Regions from separate parts of the Mus musculus genome. Here region 1 is linked to region 2. A link is a contact called in public HiChIP or PLAC-seq data. All regions are on one chromosome and are shown on one strand. The core of a region is the stretch at or near the end of the contact, and the rest is flanking DNA. Distances in the headings are between cores, read along the strand shown.

The links. HiChIP or PLAC-seq counts read pairs in DNA pulled down with a chosen protein or histone mark.
Region 1: an H3K4me3 HiChIP or PLAC-seq map of embryonic stem cells shows a contact between it and region 2, with 9 times the contacts expected there. The contact joins the enhancer-like site here to the promoter of Atp9a in region 2. A contact is called at or near these places in 9 of 39 promoter capture datasets (cranial neural crest, embryonic stem cells, epiblast stem cells and 4 more), 4 of 15 datasets of contacts at CTCF or cohesin (embryonic stem cells and stem cell-derived epiblast-like cells), 23 of 484 Hi-C or Micro-C datasets (embryonic stem cells, spermatogonia, stem cell-derived epiblast-like cells and 1 more), 15 of 115 datasets of contacts at active chromatin or transcription factors (embryonic forebrain, embryonic midbrain, embryonic stem cells and 4 more) and 3 of 9 other capture datasets (adipose tissue, liver and pancreatic islet).

What each region holds. Positions count from the first base shown.
Region 1 is chr2:168,839,401-168,844,225 of GRCm38.p6, forward strand. No RefSeq gene overlaps it. Among named protein-coding and RNA genes, the nearest start is that of Gm25214, 40 kb to the right of the region's middle. Within about 2 kb of position 2,186, at least 30 of the 459 cell types and tissues checked have an H3K27ac peak or open chromatin away from gene starts, as enhancers often do. A contact at or near this core is called in embryonic stem cells, epiblast stem cells, extraembryonic endoderm stem cells and 2 more, where this site is marked.
Region 2 is chr2:168,739,332-168,744,307 of GRCm38.p6, forward strand. It overlaps Atp9a (ATPase, class II, type 9A), which reads right to left and starts at 2,469. Exons shown (of 28, transcript NM_015731.3): 1 at 2,351-2,469. The coding sequence starts at 2,418.

The sequences.
Region 1 (4,825 bases), core at 936-3,435, 100 kb after region 2:
ACACAGACCGAAACCACCAAGAAGAGTGACCCTCTGGTGGGGCCAACTTCCACTTTCTCTCCGTTTGGTTTTAAAGAATAAGTTTTTCTTTACTCCGATTCCTTCCATAACGTTTTTTTTTTTCTTTTTTCTTGATTTCTTCACCATCTTTGTTAGAAAGATTCTTATGAAAACCTTATGATTATCTCAGCTTGGGGAAATTTTGAAGGAGCTTCGGTCCCCTCCTCCATGTGGACTGGTCTGATGTTTTCGGAGTTAGGGTGGAAGGGCAGGACTGTCTTAGATGACACACAAAATATGAGTCTAGCTCTCTTCTGTTCATTTCAAAGCTTGCTTTGTAAACACACGCTGGGGGCTTCAGTTACTCTGTGGCTGATTGTAACTGATACGTTAATAAGCAAATGAAACTTAGGGCTTTACACACATCACTCCTTAGAGAGGAAACTGAGGACGGGGTGGGGGAGGGGACCGGGAGGGCAGGCTGCCCCCCGCCCCCCAGCCTAACCAGATAACGCCTGCATGGATTCCACATTAACATACAGCAGGCATGGGAAAATGATAGACTCCTACACCACTGTCATAGCAACTGAAAAAATGGCTGCTTTAGAGGGGAGGGGGGAAGAGGGCCACAGGGAAAGAAAAGCCAAGGCCCGTCTCTTTTTTTCTGTTTGACATCTGTTGTTTAACATACAAAATTGTATTACCGTGATGAAGCCGCCGCCGCCGCCCGGCTGAAGCCTCGCCTAAGAGGGAAGAGAGTGTAGCCCCAGTTCTGAAGTAAGAGTGAGTCCCCGACATTTCCACCTAGAGCTCCCCCGCCCCCCAACATTCCAGGTGTGAAAAGCTTGGCGGGTGTAGGGAGCAGGGCAGGGAGGGGCCAGTAAGGCACACGCCGAGTCCCATCGGCCACCTTCATTTCTCCTCTTTAAAACAGATTTTGGATTTTTCTAAAATGCACATTTGAGAGGGCTTGTTGTCACCCACACAGCAAATCCCGAGAATACAGCTACGGTTTGTAAACACAGGTGCGGCCCAGGGTTTAAAATGCTTATTGCAGGACGGGAAGGGCTTGCCCCTCCCCCACAGATCCCAGGACCTTGCACCCATGAGGGACTCCAGCCGGAGAGGTGGCTTTTATTTCCTTCCTTCTGTGGCTCCTTCCCAAATTTGTATAAAGTGGCCACTCACATAGCAACGAAATGTTCCAAATGGGACTGGAAACTGATATTTGGGACTCCCAGTATTGATATAAAACTTTCATATCGCCCCAACCGTATTACCTGGAGGAGATTCCTTCTTTGCCGCATATATTAATGTATATTATATGTTTTTATATATTAATATATAATGTATATATTTCTTTTTCTTAACAATAAGTGACATGGGCTGGCCAGATGGCTCAGTGGGTAAATGTTCCTGTTGCCAAGGCTGATGTCTCCAGTTCGATTCCAGAAACCCACTCAAAGTGGAAGAAGAGAACTTACTTCCAAAAGCTGTCCCCTGACCTCCGAGTGTGCATGCACGCACGAATGCACACAGTCTCTCTAAATAAACGCATATATTAAAAAAAATAGAATTTTAAATGCAGCAATTCTTAATCGCAAGTGGGGGCTTACAAGGGTAAACAGCTCGCAGCAGGGGCTCAGAAACAGCTGTGGAAGATTGCTTGCATCTTCACAGCCAAGCTGAGGCTTTCCAGGAAGGCTGAGATTAAACCCCTTGATAGGGAAAGATCAGATAAGTCCAAACAAAGACCATTTATATAATTGCCATCGGTCACCAGCTAAGTTAGCATTTTAAGGTGGGGAAGAAGGAAAGAAAAAAAAGAAAGAAAGAAAGAAAGAAAGAAAGAAAAAGAAATACCCCAAGCCAGGGCCATCAGTTAGTGACCTCAATCTGTAATAACGGGGTCCTGACAAAGGCAGACTTGGGAGGGGAACGCAGAAGCCTACGAAATCGGAAGGTCGGAATGGAATTGTTTGTTTTTCCAAATTGTCGAGTAAAGTTACAAGAAGCCACCTGGGTAAAGCCACAGCCTGAATCTGAATCCGCAGATAAAGCATACAGGGGCTGCAGGGTGTCGCCAGTAGATTGGAGACTGGAAGGAGGAATTTACTTGTGGGGAGGGAAGGAGACCAAAGGACATTAGAGGATCAAACCTAGCTAGGAGGGACACGCTGGGTGCTAGGCGTGAAGACGCCTGCCTTCTCACCCTACAAGGGCTTTTCAGGAAAGGGCGTTGGCCAGCCTGCTCCATCCTAGCCTTGAATATTTTTTTGCTCCCTTTTTGTTTGTTTATTTTCTGCTTCAAGGTTACATCAGCATAGTCTTTGTCCCAAGGGCTCACGACTGTGATATTTGCAATTCTAGACTTTTTTTTCATTCTGTTTAGATTCCGGAAGGACGACTCACAGTTTTTGTTTTTTTACATTGTCATATTTATTGCACTCTAAACGAGGGAAGCCTTCCCAGGGGCCCTCAGACTCTCCGGGGATGGGGTGGGGGAGGGTAGAGTTCTCCCCGGGAACTTTTCCTATTCGAATCTTTTTTCTTCCTAAGTCTCATCCATGGGTTTTTGAAAACCTGAACACGCTCCCTAACAATCGTCCAATAAAGTGGATCCCGTATCATCCCGCACTGTGTGAGAGTCACCCAGTGAGTGCACAAAGTGGAAACTGGCTTCAGATTTTCTGACTCAAGCTCCAAAATACGAGATTTTAGACCAGTCGGGAAAGTATCTCAACAGCCAGGAAAAAAAAAAAAACAAAAAACAAAAAACAAAACAAACAAACAAAAAATCAAAACCGAGTACACGGAAGTATTGGGGATTAAAAAATAACAAGAATCCCTGATACACTGAAGGCGGCTTCCGATCCGACCAGCATCCGGGTCATACTACCCGTGAACAGCGCCTCCCCAGAGTTCAGCATCTGGCTCTTACACCTAAGTCCAGCTCTCTCTAGCTATGAAAATTGGGTCAGGCAGTGAGGGTCAAAGGCTCGGAGGGTAAAGACTCTTCCCGCTAAGCTTCATCACCTGACCTGGATCCCCGGGACCCGCATGGTGGAAAGAGAGAACCATGCCTTGCAAGTTGTCCGCTGAGGACACTGGTGAGGACCTGACTCACGTGTGCTCCAATGCACAAAGTGACTGTGGTTGGAGACAGACGTTTTAAGGAGAAAACTAAGGTTAAACCAATTATTTGATGGCTCCCAGAGCTCTAATTTGGGTCCCATCACCCCTCTTGGGCAGCGTACATTGCCCTCTTCTGGCATCCTCTGGCATTACATGCATGCGTGTGGAGTACATACATACACATATAAATAAAAATACAAAAATGTAAAACAGTTGCTTTTCTCACCACGGTCATGAAAATGCCTGACAGAAGCAATGGAGGGAGGAAGAGAGGGAGGGAGGGAGAGAGGGAGGGAGGGAGGGAGGGAGGGAGGGAGGGAGGGAGGGAGGATACATTTTGACTCATGGTTTCAGAGTGCATCGTGGTGGGGTGAGGGGTGAAAGAGTCTCGCTTGGTGGCAGCCGACCGGAGCAGCTGCTTGCTTGTCCACTTGGCAGCAGGCAGGACACCGGAACACTTAGGATCAGAACAGAGGGTGTGCTTCATTTTTAAAGAGCCACCCCTAGTGACCTGTTTCCATCACTTTAACCCTCCAAAATCACACCACTTGTCGGGGACTGAGTGATCAGAGCGTGTGCCTGTGGGGAGATACCTAGATTCAAAGTACAGCCCTGAGGTCAGAAGGCTGGGCTCTAAGCGACACACTGTTGCCTTTATCTGTCATTACTTCATTATTGATTTAGTTTTTAGGTTATCACACAGAGTAATGAGGTGCTTGTTTGTTTGTTTTTGTGGTGCCTTTAAAAGACAAAAAGGTGGTGGTGGCGGGGTGAGGATGGAGGGATGGCCCAGTGGTGAAGAGCATTTGCTGCGCTTACAGGGGACCCGAGTTTGGGTCCCAGAATCCATGTTGGACAATTCATAACAACATGTAACCCCTGCTCCAGGGGGACTCCATGGGCTCCAACTTGGCCTCAGTAGGCGTCTAGCTCAAGAACGCGCACTCGCGCCCGGGATCTTTCCCTGTAAGGGGATAGAGTTACACCATGCATGTTCTCTAGGCTAGTTCTCAGATGCAGGTACCAACTGTGGACAAAATTTGCACCCGATGCCACTGTTTTCTTCCCTTAGCAAGAACCCAAGGGTCGGGCTGGAGAGACGGCTAAGATCACTGGCTGCTCTTCCAGAGGTCCTGAGTTCAATTCCCAGCAACCACATGGTGGCTCACAACCATCTGTAATGGGATCCGATGCCCTCTACTGGTGTGTCTGAAGACAGCTACAGTGAACTCATACACACAAAATAAATAATTCGAAGAAGAGGAGGAGGAGGAGAGGAAGAAGGAGGAGGAGGAGGAGGAGGAGGAGGAGGAGGAGAAGGAGAAGAAGAAGAAGAAGAAGAAGAAGAAGAAGAAGAAGAAGAAGAAGAAGAAGAAGCAGCAGCCACCGCCAAAGGTCACCAAAAGGTGGCATCAGGAGATCACCAATTACCAAAGAGAAACCAGCCCTACCCTTTCCTGGGTCCCTGCTGGGTCCCCAAAGTCACAGCATGACTGCAGCAGCCTGAGCTCACAGTCATGGAACTGGCACCTTATAACCTCTTTGGTTAAAAAAAAAAAAAAGCATCAACAGCTCTCAGACCCACAGCCACCTAGGAGCCAGATGGACGCCAGATACCTCTGCCTTCATTTTGTGCTGAAGGCACTGAGATAAGTTAATGTCCTAACACCGCAGGCCCTTAGATTCCAGG
Region 2 (4,976 bases), core at 1,219-3,718:
CAGAGCCACCATGGAGGGAGCTGACAGAAATTACACCCGGGTTCTATATAAGGGCAACAAGCTCTGAGCTGCTGAGCCATCTCTCCAGCTCATAAATCAGACTTGAAATAAAACAATATAGAAATGATTTCCTTTATGTATGTCTGGGTGCAGGGAAACACCACGTGTGTATGCCGAGGTCAGAGGACAGCCTGCTGTAGCTGGTTCTCTGCATCCACCTGTGTCACAGGGGACCAGCTCAGGTCACCACGCTCAGCAGTAAACATCTCTCTTCAGAGCCATCTCCACGGGACCTCACTGTTACTCAGGAACTCAGGATGGCCTCAAACTCACCAGAGATCCACCTGCTTCTGCCTCTGGCCTCTGGCCTCTGGCCTCTGCCCCTGCGGGGATTACAGACCTGGGCCACCATATCCAAGTGATTTTTGTTTGTTGTTTTTCTTTCTTTTTTTTTCTTTTTTCTTTTTTTTTTATTTTATGTATGTAAGTACACTGTAACTATCTTCAGAGACACCAGAAGAGGGCATCAGATCCCATTACAGATGGTTGTGAGCCACCATGTGGTTGCTGGGATTTGAACTCAGAACCTTTGGGAGAGCAGTCAGTGCTCTTAACTGCTGAGCCATCTCTCTAGCCTGTTTGTTGTTTTTCGAGACAGGGTTTCTCTGTGTCGCTCTGGCTGTCTGGGAGCTTGCTCTGTACACTAGGTTGGTCTTGAAATCACAGAGATGGCCCTGCCTCTGCCTCCTGAGTGCTGGGATTAAAGACATGTGCCACCACTGCCACCCATGATTTTTTTTTTTTTAAATATAAAATTATCTGCTCTCCTCTCTCCAGGCCTCTGAAAGTCAAAGCACATTCTATCCTGTAAACTTTAACTTATGCTCACACTCTTCTGATATGCACTGACCCAGGCCCTCAACCAAGACCGCCATTTAAAATCAGCAGGGGGCCTTCGGAAAGACACAAAGGCTAGGCCAAGTGGCACGGGATGCCATCCCACCTAATCTACCAAGGTGGCTGAGGCAGGAGTGTCCCAAGTAAGTCTCTCCTGTGCTCAGAGAACATTCAGAGCCAGGAGAAGAATTTCAGTGAGACCCCCAACTTAAATAAAAGGCAGAAGCAGCTGAGGATACAGCCAAGCGTTTCACAACTCTTGTCTGAGCCCAACCCCCAACTCTGGGAAAGAAACAAAGACTCACACACAGCCTCCATCCCTTGCACAGGACCTCAGAACCCTCAAAGAAGCCCGCAAGCATCGCGCAGTGCCTCCCCCATTGTTTGTGTACCGCGCCCAATACCAGGTAACTACATAAAGGATCGCCCGGGACCACGGAGGGCAAGCTGGCACCATCAGGATACAGGTCATTTCCATTCTTCACATTTCAAAATTCAGCAGGTGGGTGAATCTGTGAGCACAGAGGCCACCGTCGAGACCCCAGATTCTCATTTCATAGTCTAAAATGAGGTCAGGGGTGGGCTTCAAGTTCCCCAGGTAAACTCCTACACCTGCACACCTATTAGGCAGACCTTGTTTAAGTCAGGTTTTTCCTAAGAATCACCTGGCACAGTCCCTGCATTTAACAAGGAGACACGAATCAACCGCGGCACATTACAGTCTACTTATCTTACTAATTAAAGTGTTTATTGCAGGGGTTGGGGTAGGGTTCCACACAGAGCTCTGACGAAGTGTCTTCATAAAAACTTATATTCTGGGGGATGGGGGGGGGGCGTGTAGCTCAGTGGTAGAATGGTTAACAGGCTGGAGGACCGGGTTTGGTCCCTAGCACCATCAAACCCCAAAACAATTTAAAAAGCCAACAAACACCACCCGCAGGAAGTGTGGAGCAGGAAATGTGGGAACCGTGTTCCAGTACCTTCCCGCCCCCGCCCCCACCCCCAGGCTTTCCGTTTCCGTTTCCCACTCGGTAGAATTGAGTAGAGCCTCCGAACTGAGGCCTCGGGGAAGCCAGGCACAAAGAGCCCACAAGATGGCAGCTGGCATCTCTCCTTCCTACACTGATACCTGCTCAGCAGCCCCACCCAGCTCCGGCGTCCCACGGCCGAGCTACAGGGAACCGGAGAGACGGCGCCGCAGGCCCCGCCCAGCCGCAGCGCCTTACCTGCGCGGCCCTAGAAACGCACCTCCCAGGTCCCACCCCCAGGGGCTCCGATTGGCGGCTGGAGGCGCGGCCTGGGACTCTGCATTCTCTCCAGCTCGACCTCTGTCCCCAGGGGATCGAGCCTGCCCCCGCCCCCAGCCCCTGGCGGGGTCCCCCGCCTGCCAGGACGGACTCCCGGGGGCCGCGGCAGGTGTCCCCTCCTCCCTGCCCACGGCCCGGCCACTCACCCCGCGCGCGGCCTACTGTCCACCCGCTTCTTGTGGCGCACGGGCTGCAGCGGGATGCTGTCCGTCATGTCGCCGCCCGCCGCGCCCCCTGCGCTCCCCGCGGCCTCCGCGCCGCCCCGGGGCAGGGGGAGAAGGCGCCGGCAGCGGGCGGGCCGGGCCCGCAGCGCAGGGGCGAGGTCGCGAGCGCCGGGCCACGCGCGGAGCCGCCCGCGCGGCCCGACCGACGGACACGGCCGCACCATGGGCCCCGCTCCGCGCTGCGCCCACGCGCGCGCCCGCCCGCCGCCCGGGGCCGCCGCAGTGTCCCCGCCCGCGCCGCGCGCCCCCCACGCGCGCCTCCCCCCGGCCACGCGCCCCCCGCCGTGTCCGTGCGCGCGAGCGCGAGCGCGCGTCCCGCCGCACTCACCCCACCCCGGGCATTCTCTCCTGCTCGCTCCGAGCGGCGCGCACTCACCCCGCCCTGCTCACCCCACCTCCACGCCGCGGCCACTCGCGCGCACAGCCTGCCTCCTCTGCTGCAACCTGCGCCTCGCGCTGGGGTCCCCCGAGTTTCGGGCCGGGGTTGGGGGGAGAAGGTGGGCAGGTTTTCGGACCCCCACACACCCTGTGGCATCAATCCCACCCCTCTCTCCAGCTGCATTCCTAAATCATAATAACAGAGTCACAGCAGCCTTCACCCAGACACAGTGATCGCATGCAAAGGCTGTATCAGTCAGTCTGTCTCTCTCTATCTCAAAAAGGATATTGTGAAAATGAAAACACTCTGGGCGCCAGAGAACAGCTCAGCATTTAAAAAGCAGCCACCATTGCTTGACACACCTGCAGCTTCAGCCCCAAGGGGTCGGAGAGGGCACCTGCGCTGACGTGGCATACACCCACGCAGGCATATGCTACTTAAAAGAATAATGAAAACAAACCTTAAAACCAGCACATAGGAGCTGAGTTTGGTGGTGTATGCCTTTGATCTCAGCACTTGGGAGGTAGAGGCAGGCTGAGTTCAAGGCCAACCTGGTCTACAGAGCCTTGATGAGCCAGGGATATACAGAGAAACGATGTCTCTAAATAAATAATCAATCGACCAGCATATAGAGGGCTAGAGAGATGGTTCATTGGTTATGTTCACCAGCTGCACTTGTAGAGGACCTGGGTTCGATTTCCAGCACCCTTGTGCTAGCTGATCAATGTCGGTAGTCCAGCTCCAGGGGAAATGATGCCCTCTTGTGGCCATCGTTGGTATTGCATGCATATGATTCAAACATATGCAAAAAAAAAAAAAAAAAGTAAAATACACAAATCTTTTTTAAAATGAGTATGTATGTCAAGTCCCTCAAGATGTAACACCGTGTAACTACCATAAACGATGCTGAACTATGAGGGGCAGTTTCTGCTGATGTTTTCTGCCAGGGTCCCTATCTTTTATAGTATTTTCTCTATCGAGAAAGGATACCAAACAAATAACAAAAGTGACTGAGATTCCAAAGACATTCCCCAAGGAAGGAGGCATCAGAAGTATTTTTGAGGGAAAACACTATTCTTCTACCAGCTGAGCTGGCTGGCTTACTTCTTCCTCTTCATTTCTAAAATGGTGCAACAGGGCCAGGTCCTAGGTTTTGTCCGCAGCATCAAGACACACGTACACTCGCGCGCGCGCGCGCGCACACACACACACACACACACACACACACACCACCACCACCACCACCACAACCACACCATATGTGCCATGGCACACAGAGCTCAGTATGTGCATATAGGTAGACCCATTAGAGTAAGAGAGCAAATCCTACCTCCGGACCCACATCTGTCCCCAGCTCCTCACACAGGATCTCACTACATAGCCCTGACCTGGAACTCTAGACCAGGCTGGCTTCAAAGAAATCCACCTGCCTCTGCCACACTAGCGCTGGGATTAAAGGTGTGTACTACCATTCCCAGCCAGCCAAAGATAGACTTGTAGTTGAGTTTAGCTAGATCCTAAAGCTTTCAGCAAGTCCCAATAGCCCTCCCCACTAAATCCAAATAACTAAACCCATTTCACCAGCAAGGCACAGGAACTCCGAGCCGCCAGCACAGAACCACGGCATCATCAGGGAGCAGGGCTGGGCTCCACACTCAGTCATCCATCGGGATATGGGTCAGGTCACAGCAGAGCCACAGCTACCGGAACCCTTTGGAGCACCAAGCAAATGCTGCCCCACATACATTCAGGCACTCCCTTGGCTCCTATGGCTAATACCCTCTCTGGACCCAAAATGTAGCAAGAGCAACTGATCAGCCAGGACCCTGGAGGCTTCCAGCACCTTCCAGCTGTGAAACTCCTCCCGGCAGACCCCATGCTCTGCAGGGCTCCAGTTCCTTGTCTGTGACAGAGCTCAGATAGGCAGCGTTGGAAGGAACATTAGTCAGCCATGAGCAATAGCAGGGCTAGCATGCATGCCAGACGCACTGTATGGGCAAGGCTCCAGGGCAGCAGAATGTGCCTGTGTGTGACATAGTCTCCATAGGTAGCCCAGGCTAGCCAATTTTTCTGCCTCAGCCTCCTGAGTGCTGGAATTAAGTACAAGTCCCACCTAAAACAAACAAAGTTCTTTTTAAAAGGTTTCACTCTCATAAGCCACTCTCTGGA